Linked DNA regions of Rattus norvegicus: region 1 is linked to region 2. A link is a contact called in public Hi-C data. All regions are on one chromosome and are shown on one strand. The core of a region is the stretch at or near the end of the contact, and the rest is flanking DNA. Distances in the headings are between cores, read along the strand shown. Region 1 holds the start of Atp5me (ATP synthase membrane subunit e). Region 2 holds the start of Tmem175 (transmembrane protein 175).

What was found. A called contact is a pair of places that touch in the nucleus more often than the background predicts.
Region 1: a Hi-C map of psoas muscle shows a contact between it and region 2, with 1.5 times the contacts expected there. The contact joins the promoter of Atp5me here to the promoter of Tmem175 in region 2. A contact is called at or near these places in 2 of 12 Hi-C or Micro-C datasets (the A7r5 cell line and psoas muscle).

The regions. Positions count from the first base shown.
Region 1 is chr14:1,463,535-1,466,297 of GRCr8, reverse strand. It overlaps Atp5me (ATP synthase membrane subunit e), which reads right to left and starts at 1,438. Exons shown (of 4, transcript NM_080481.1): 1 at 1,388-1,438; 2 at 1,088-1,142; 3 at 789-887; 4 at 310-393. The coding sequence starts at 1,423. The coding sequence ends at 368.
Region 2 is chr14:1,232,341-1,235,385 of GRCr8, reverse strand. It overlaps Tmem175 (transmembrane protein 175), which reads left to right and starts at 1,368. Exons shown (of 11, transcript NM_001013991.1): 1 at 1,368-1,402. It overlaps Gak (cyclin G associated kinase), which reads right to left and starts at 1,114. Exons shown (of 28, transcript NM_031030.2): 1 at 866-1,114. The coding sequence starts at 1,010.

The DNA of each region.
Region 1 (2,763 bases), core at 189-2,688, 230 kb before region 2:
AGGGCCCTGAGCTGCAGACATAAGCAGAAGAGCACAGAGCAGAGCAAGCTGCAACCAGGAGGCTAGGCCACTCTATTACCCTGGCATCCCTGGGTCCCAATTTGGACTTACCACTGCACCCTTCAGTACTCCTCACATGCTTCTGAGCTTTACTTTGTATGTGTGTTGGGTAAGGATCATTAATTCCTTTGAAACTCCACACACCCCACCCCCACCCAAGCCCCTACAGGAGAAAAAGCCAGGATAGAACCACAGAGCTGGTGCCTAGCAGCAAACAACCAAGGCAGTAATGAGAGGAAGCCAGAGCATCACACAATGAAGCTTTATTCATCCTCAACGACAAGAGAAAAGCAAGATCACTGCCGCCTCACTTGAAAATGCTGACATCTTCAGCTGAAAAGTGAAAGGAGACCATGTTACACATCATACAGACTCGGGCCACCTTATGGGGGACTTCAGTTCTTAAACAATTCACAATCTAATTCCAAGGGAATCTAACTTCATCACTAAAACCATCCCTTGCATCCCCAACTGCCTTCTCCATCTGACTGGAATCTACAGGAAGTCAACAGAGAGGGGTCAGAGAGCCTGCTCAGCAGTAGCCTCTTGAAAGGAAAGGGAATTTGCAGATGCCACCCAAGAGAAGGGTAGTGTGCTTCCCCTGCTCCACAGGCTCTACGGAGGGCAGCACTGGACAAAAGCGTCACGGGATGAGGTAGCCCCTGGTCCACTAAACAGCAGCTACTTCCAGAAACCTCGTGGGTGTTGGGAGGGGCTAAAAACCATACCTTCTGCCAGTTCTCTCTCAATCCGTTTCAACTCATCTAGTCTCTTTTTTTCCTCCGCTGCTATTCTTCTCTCCTCCTCTGCCCGGGGTTTTAAGTAACCTGGGGAGTGGAAGCAATTAACTTCTTCCCTAAAAATGCTGCTTCGTGAAAAAGCCGACTCCAGAATCTCCGGATAGCTGTCCCCACCTGCTCCCCTCTGGCCTAGAATTATTTCCCTCCCGAGGAGGTGCTGGCCCGAGCAGTGTCACACAGCTAGGTGTCTCTCCCCGGAATCCCGCCCTCCCAATCCCCAAACTCACTGTAGCGCTTGGCGCCGTATGCCATGCCGAGGATCAGAGCGGAGTACCGGCCGAACTGCAGAACAAAACGTTAGAGCAGAAGGAACACCGGTGGGACAAGGGGATCGCAGGGTCGGAGATGGAGGAGGACTGGGAAAGGGAGCAATGGGCGGGTGTGTGTGCAAGGGTTGCAGGCCGGGGATTGCTTGGAGACCACAGCCGGCAGTCTCGAGGGTGGGCAATGCTAAGTCAGGGGAGGGGAAGGGAAAGGGGGCATACAAGGGCTGTGAGCACCGCGCAGTGACGGTGAAGGGGATTCACCTTGATGAGCGGAGAGACCTGAACCGGGGGCACCATTTTGTCCGTGACCTCCGCGCCGGAAGCTCACCTGGGGCGGAAGCCAGCAAGAACGCCAAGACGCCTCCTGAAGCCAGGAAAGCGCATGCGCCGTAGCGCAAATGCTTCCCCCTAGCGACTGGAGGATAGCAGTGCGTTCCCAAGAGGCTGGTTACCGCTTTCCCGTGCGAAGTCTCTGGGCTGTTAGTGCAAGATGGCTTCAGAAGGGTGGAGACGCAGAGCCTCGTTACTTCCGCATCGACGTGTGAAGAACCACAAGCCCTGGAATCCGTCGCCCACCTGTTGTGGACTAGACCAAGCAAACAATTCCTTCGTCTCTTGGAACAGACAAGAACACCTGGCCGACGGGGGCGGCCCAATGGATGCGGGGGGGGGGGGGGCGGAGGGGGGAGACAGGGCAGGAGATTACAGAACTTGTATTGGCTCTTCCTGAGAGGTCAGCAACCTTCCAGGGCTTTCCTGCAACTTCCAGCCTCGGACGCATATGTCCTCTGGCCAGTGTTTTCTCACCCAGAGTTAGTAACGCCCACCTCTGTATGTTTGGGGCCTTACAGGTATGGTCATCCAAATGGGGCTAACCCCTGGGTCTCCCTGCCCACACTCTCAGGAACACAGGTCCTGAGTCCTAATGACCTCATCTCCAGGCCTCGTGGGGATGAACCATGAGGCACCTAGATCGCCAAACTATCTTTCTGCAGTCCGTGTCCCTAGAGTGCGTACCTCTCTAGCAGCCATGCCCGTCTAGACCAGCAGTTCTCAACCTGTAGGTCATGATCCCTTTGGCAAACCCTTATTTTCAAAAATATTTACATTGTGACTCATAACAGTGGCAAGATTACAGTTATAAAGCAGCAATGTAGATAATGTTGTGGTTGGGGGTCACATAAAGAGCTGTATTAAAGGGCCACAGCATTAAGAAAGTTGAGAATCACTGGCCTGCACAGAAGTTGTCCAGGGATGGGGCAAGCAGGAGACAAGCTGATTACCAGCTGTGTCCATTACTGGCAAGCAGTCTCTGTGAACATCTGTCATGGTAAAGTTCGTAGCCACCCACTGAATGGCTGGCTTTACCCCAATGCCCCATAGTGATTTGAAATCTCCCTAAGGCTGTCGATTGAGCCATCTTCCTCAGTTTTGCTTTGTATCAGGGCTTGGAAAGGTACACAGTCTGTAGGGATGGGGTATGTTTTCCTGTCTCTTAAGTCCATATATATATGTATGTATATATATATGTATATATATATATATGGAGAACATAACTATGAATATAAAGTGGATAAAATGCAGCAATGAAAACTCCAGGACTCATAATAGGTGCTTAGCTCTCCTGGGCCGTCAGA
Region 2 (3,045 bases), core at 119-2,618:
ACTAGGCTGGCGTCAAGACACATAACTATGGAATTGTCTATCAAGCAGGTTCCTAAAGGTTACACCAACGGGCTCTGCTTCCTGTAACTTATACAAGGTCACTACAGAAAAATTCAAGAGGTGAGGCAAACACTTAGGCCATAAAAGAAAAAGAGGCTATAGGGTCCCACAATCTATCCCCTACCTCCCCAAGCAAGGGAAGACTGTACAGGCCCCAGAACTCAGCACAAGCACTTCCACCTCAAGACAGTCCTCAGGATGCAACAACAACGCTGCATAGGATACAAAGAGTAACAACGGCTTATGACCCCAGAGTGACTCCGCTCTCCTCTTGACTCCACCTTTCAATCTTTTTGTATATGCCCCAGATACAGCTTTGGCGCTACGTAGAGGTGATCCCTCCAGTCCCAGGCCTCCTTTACTGGACAACCACCTGCTAGCATGTCCCTTGCACTAACTCTACCCACCAGGAAGTGTTCAACCCAGAAGTAGCCTATCCTCTGCAGTCACCACCAAAGGCCTTAACCCACTTTTCCCTGTGGGCTCCCTTCCTGGCAAGACCCCCTCCGTCCTGACTCACACACCCCGGCGGTGTCCCTTCGTAGCGATGACCTGATTTACATCCCAGCCGTGACTTTTCCGGCAGACTATGCCCAGAAAGATGACTCCCCGCGGCCCTGATCTGACCCACACCTCAGTCGTGACTCTCTCGGTCTCAGACTCGATTCACACCCTGGACACGATCCTCTTTGCTACCTAGGCCTAAAGCGGTGACCCTCGCGCGCCCTGACTTGAACCACACCCCAGCAGCGACCCTGCTGGGCAGCTTCTGCCTCCCGCGGCCTGGCGACGCCTTACGCCTCACCCTCGGCCAGGACCCGCCGCACCCGCAGACGCAGCTCGCCCAGCTCCACAGTCTGCCCCACGAAGTCACTCTGGTCACGGCCGGCAGCTCCGCCAAGAGAACCAGGGCCCGCCAGGAAGTCCAGTGCAGACTGCAGCAGCGACATGGCGACGGCCGCTTCGCGGCAGCGGGAGCCAGGCTCCAGCTCCGCACTGCCGGGTTAGCAGCTGCGGGCAACCAACCCGGCCATCTTCCGCCCGCGCCGTGACGTAAGTCAGAGAGCGAGTTGCGTCGCGACGCCGCGGCCCCGCCCTGACGCAGCAAGCGGAAGGGCACGTGTTTCTGCAGAGCCGGCAGCTGGCGCAGGCGCAGAGGGCGCGAGCCTACAGACGCCAAGCTCCTAGGAGGCACGGAGTAAGGGCCGTCGCCATCTGACCCTAACCTCGTCCGGTTGCTTCCGCTGGCCCGGGTCCAGCCTCGGTGGCTAGAGCGTCGCGGGACGTTGGGCGCGCGCTGCGGACAGCCCCAGAGCCCGCCGCTCGCGCCTGACGCCTCAAGGTAAAGCGAGGCCTGAAGCCCACTCTAGTGTCCCCTAATGCCGGGTTTAGGAGAGGAGGGTATCTTGCAGACAAGCAGCCAGATACTTATGTTTTGGCCCACACAGGTTTGGGGGAGGATGAACTAGTCGCTAGTATTAAGACTAAAAACCGTAAATTTAAAAGGGGAAAAAAAAAGCTTCACAACGTGTGTACAAAAGTCACCTGGCAGTACTGGACCCAGAATCCTGTTGATGTCAAACACTTAGAGCTGTCCATTTCAGGTGAGACAAAATCACGGGATTCCCCACCCGTCTCTGTACCTCCGTGATTTCTGAAGCCATATGACGCTGCTGAGCCTTAGATAAGAGTATGTGGTTTTGGACTAAAAAGTGGATCCTTAAGCCCAAATCACCATCTTAACTGTCCCAGAATTGTATGTTATTAAATATGCCTTTGGGGGACTCACCTGTTCTTCTGAGAGTCAAGTAGAAAAGAAATGAAGGATGATTGTTAGTATACAGTGAGATACGGGGTAGGTGAACAGTAGTTTCCTGAAAGTGGTGAAGTAGAAGCTGTGGATCACACCTGGAGGAATAAAGAGCTGATGAGGTAGAGATGGCAGTAACTGAGGAGATTTGTGGAGGAGAGTGTGGGAGCTAAAAGGGCAGTGTGGTGTTAACGTCTTAGATGGGAGACTTGAGCAGCCTAAAGTCAATGAGAGACACTAAAGGCTTCCCGGTACAGTGGAGAGGAGTACTGCTGTCTCTTAGAATAGCACAATAGACAGTCAAGTCACAACCAAATATAGGATATTTAGTGTTGGCATAGAAACAGCACCTTTCTGTAAGAGAAACACTTATGAGAGGCAGAGTGGAGGAAATAGGGCTTGCAGTTGCAGGTAACTATGTTTTTATTGGGATGAAGTTGAAGGGATATTTTTGGTGGCCTGAGATTTCACTATTTAGAAGGAAAATAAACGTGAAAGCAGGAGGAAAAGGTAGGGAACCCAAGGCTTAAGTAGCGTTCAAGAGACCTAAAACAACATCATGAGAAGCCTCATGAATAATTAATCCACTAGAGCGTATAATGAAACTTGATACCGCAAACTCTTGCTGGCATGACCTAGGACAAGTGGAAAATTCTAAATCGTGTAATTATAGATCATTTCTATGGCATCCTAGTAGATCCCAATTCAAGACCATCTTAACTGGTGCTACATCTTAGGGTCTCCTGGTGATCTCACCTCATGTATGAACACATACAAATTTAAAACTGAACCTGTGCTCTTACCCCACCAACACATTCTCATGTCGTAGGTTTCGTAGTAAAAGATACTGCCGAAGAGTAAGTTATTTTATAATGATGAAGGGATAAAGTCATAAAAAGGATGTGTCCATGCTGAAGAGATGGCTTGGTGACTTAGAATACTTGCAGAGTGCTAGGGTTCAGCTCCCAGCATCTACATGGTGGCTCACAACCATTTACAACTTCAGTCCCAGGGGTTCCAGTGCCCTCTTTAAACCTCTAGGATCTCAGCGTGCATGTGGTACGCACTGATATGTGTAGGTAGGCAAAAGTCACACACATAAACATTTTTTAATTTGAAACAAAAAAGGATGTATCAACTATAAACACGAGTAATGCTACGTTTATAAAGTGTGT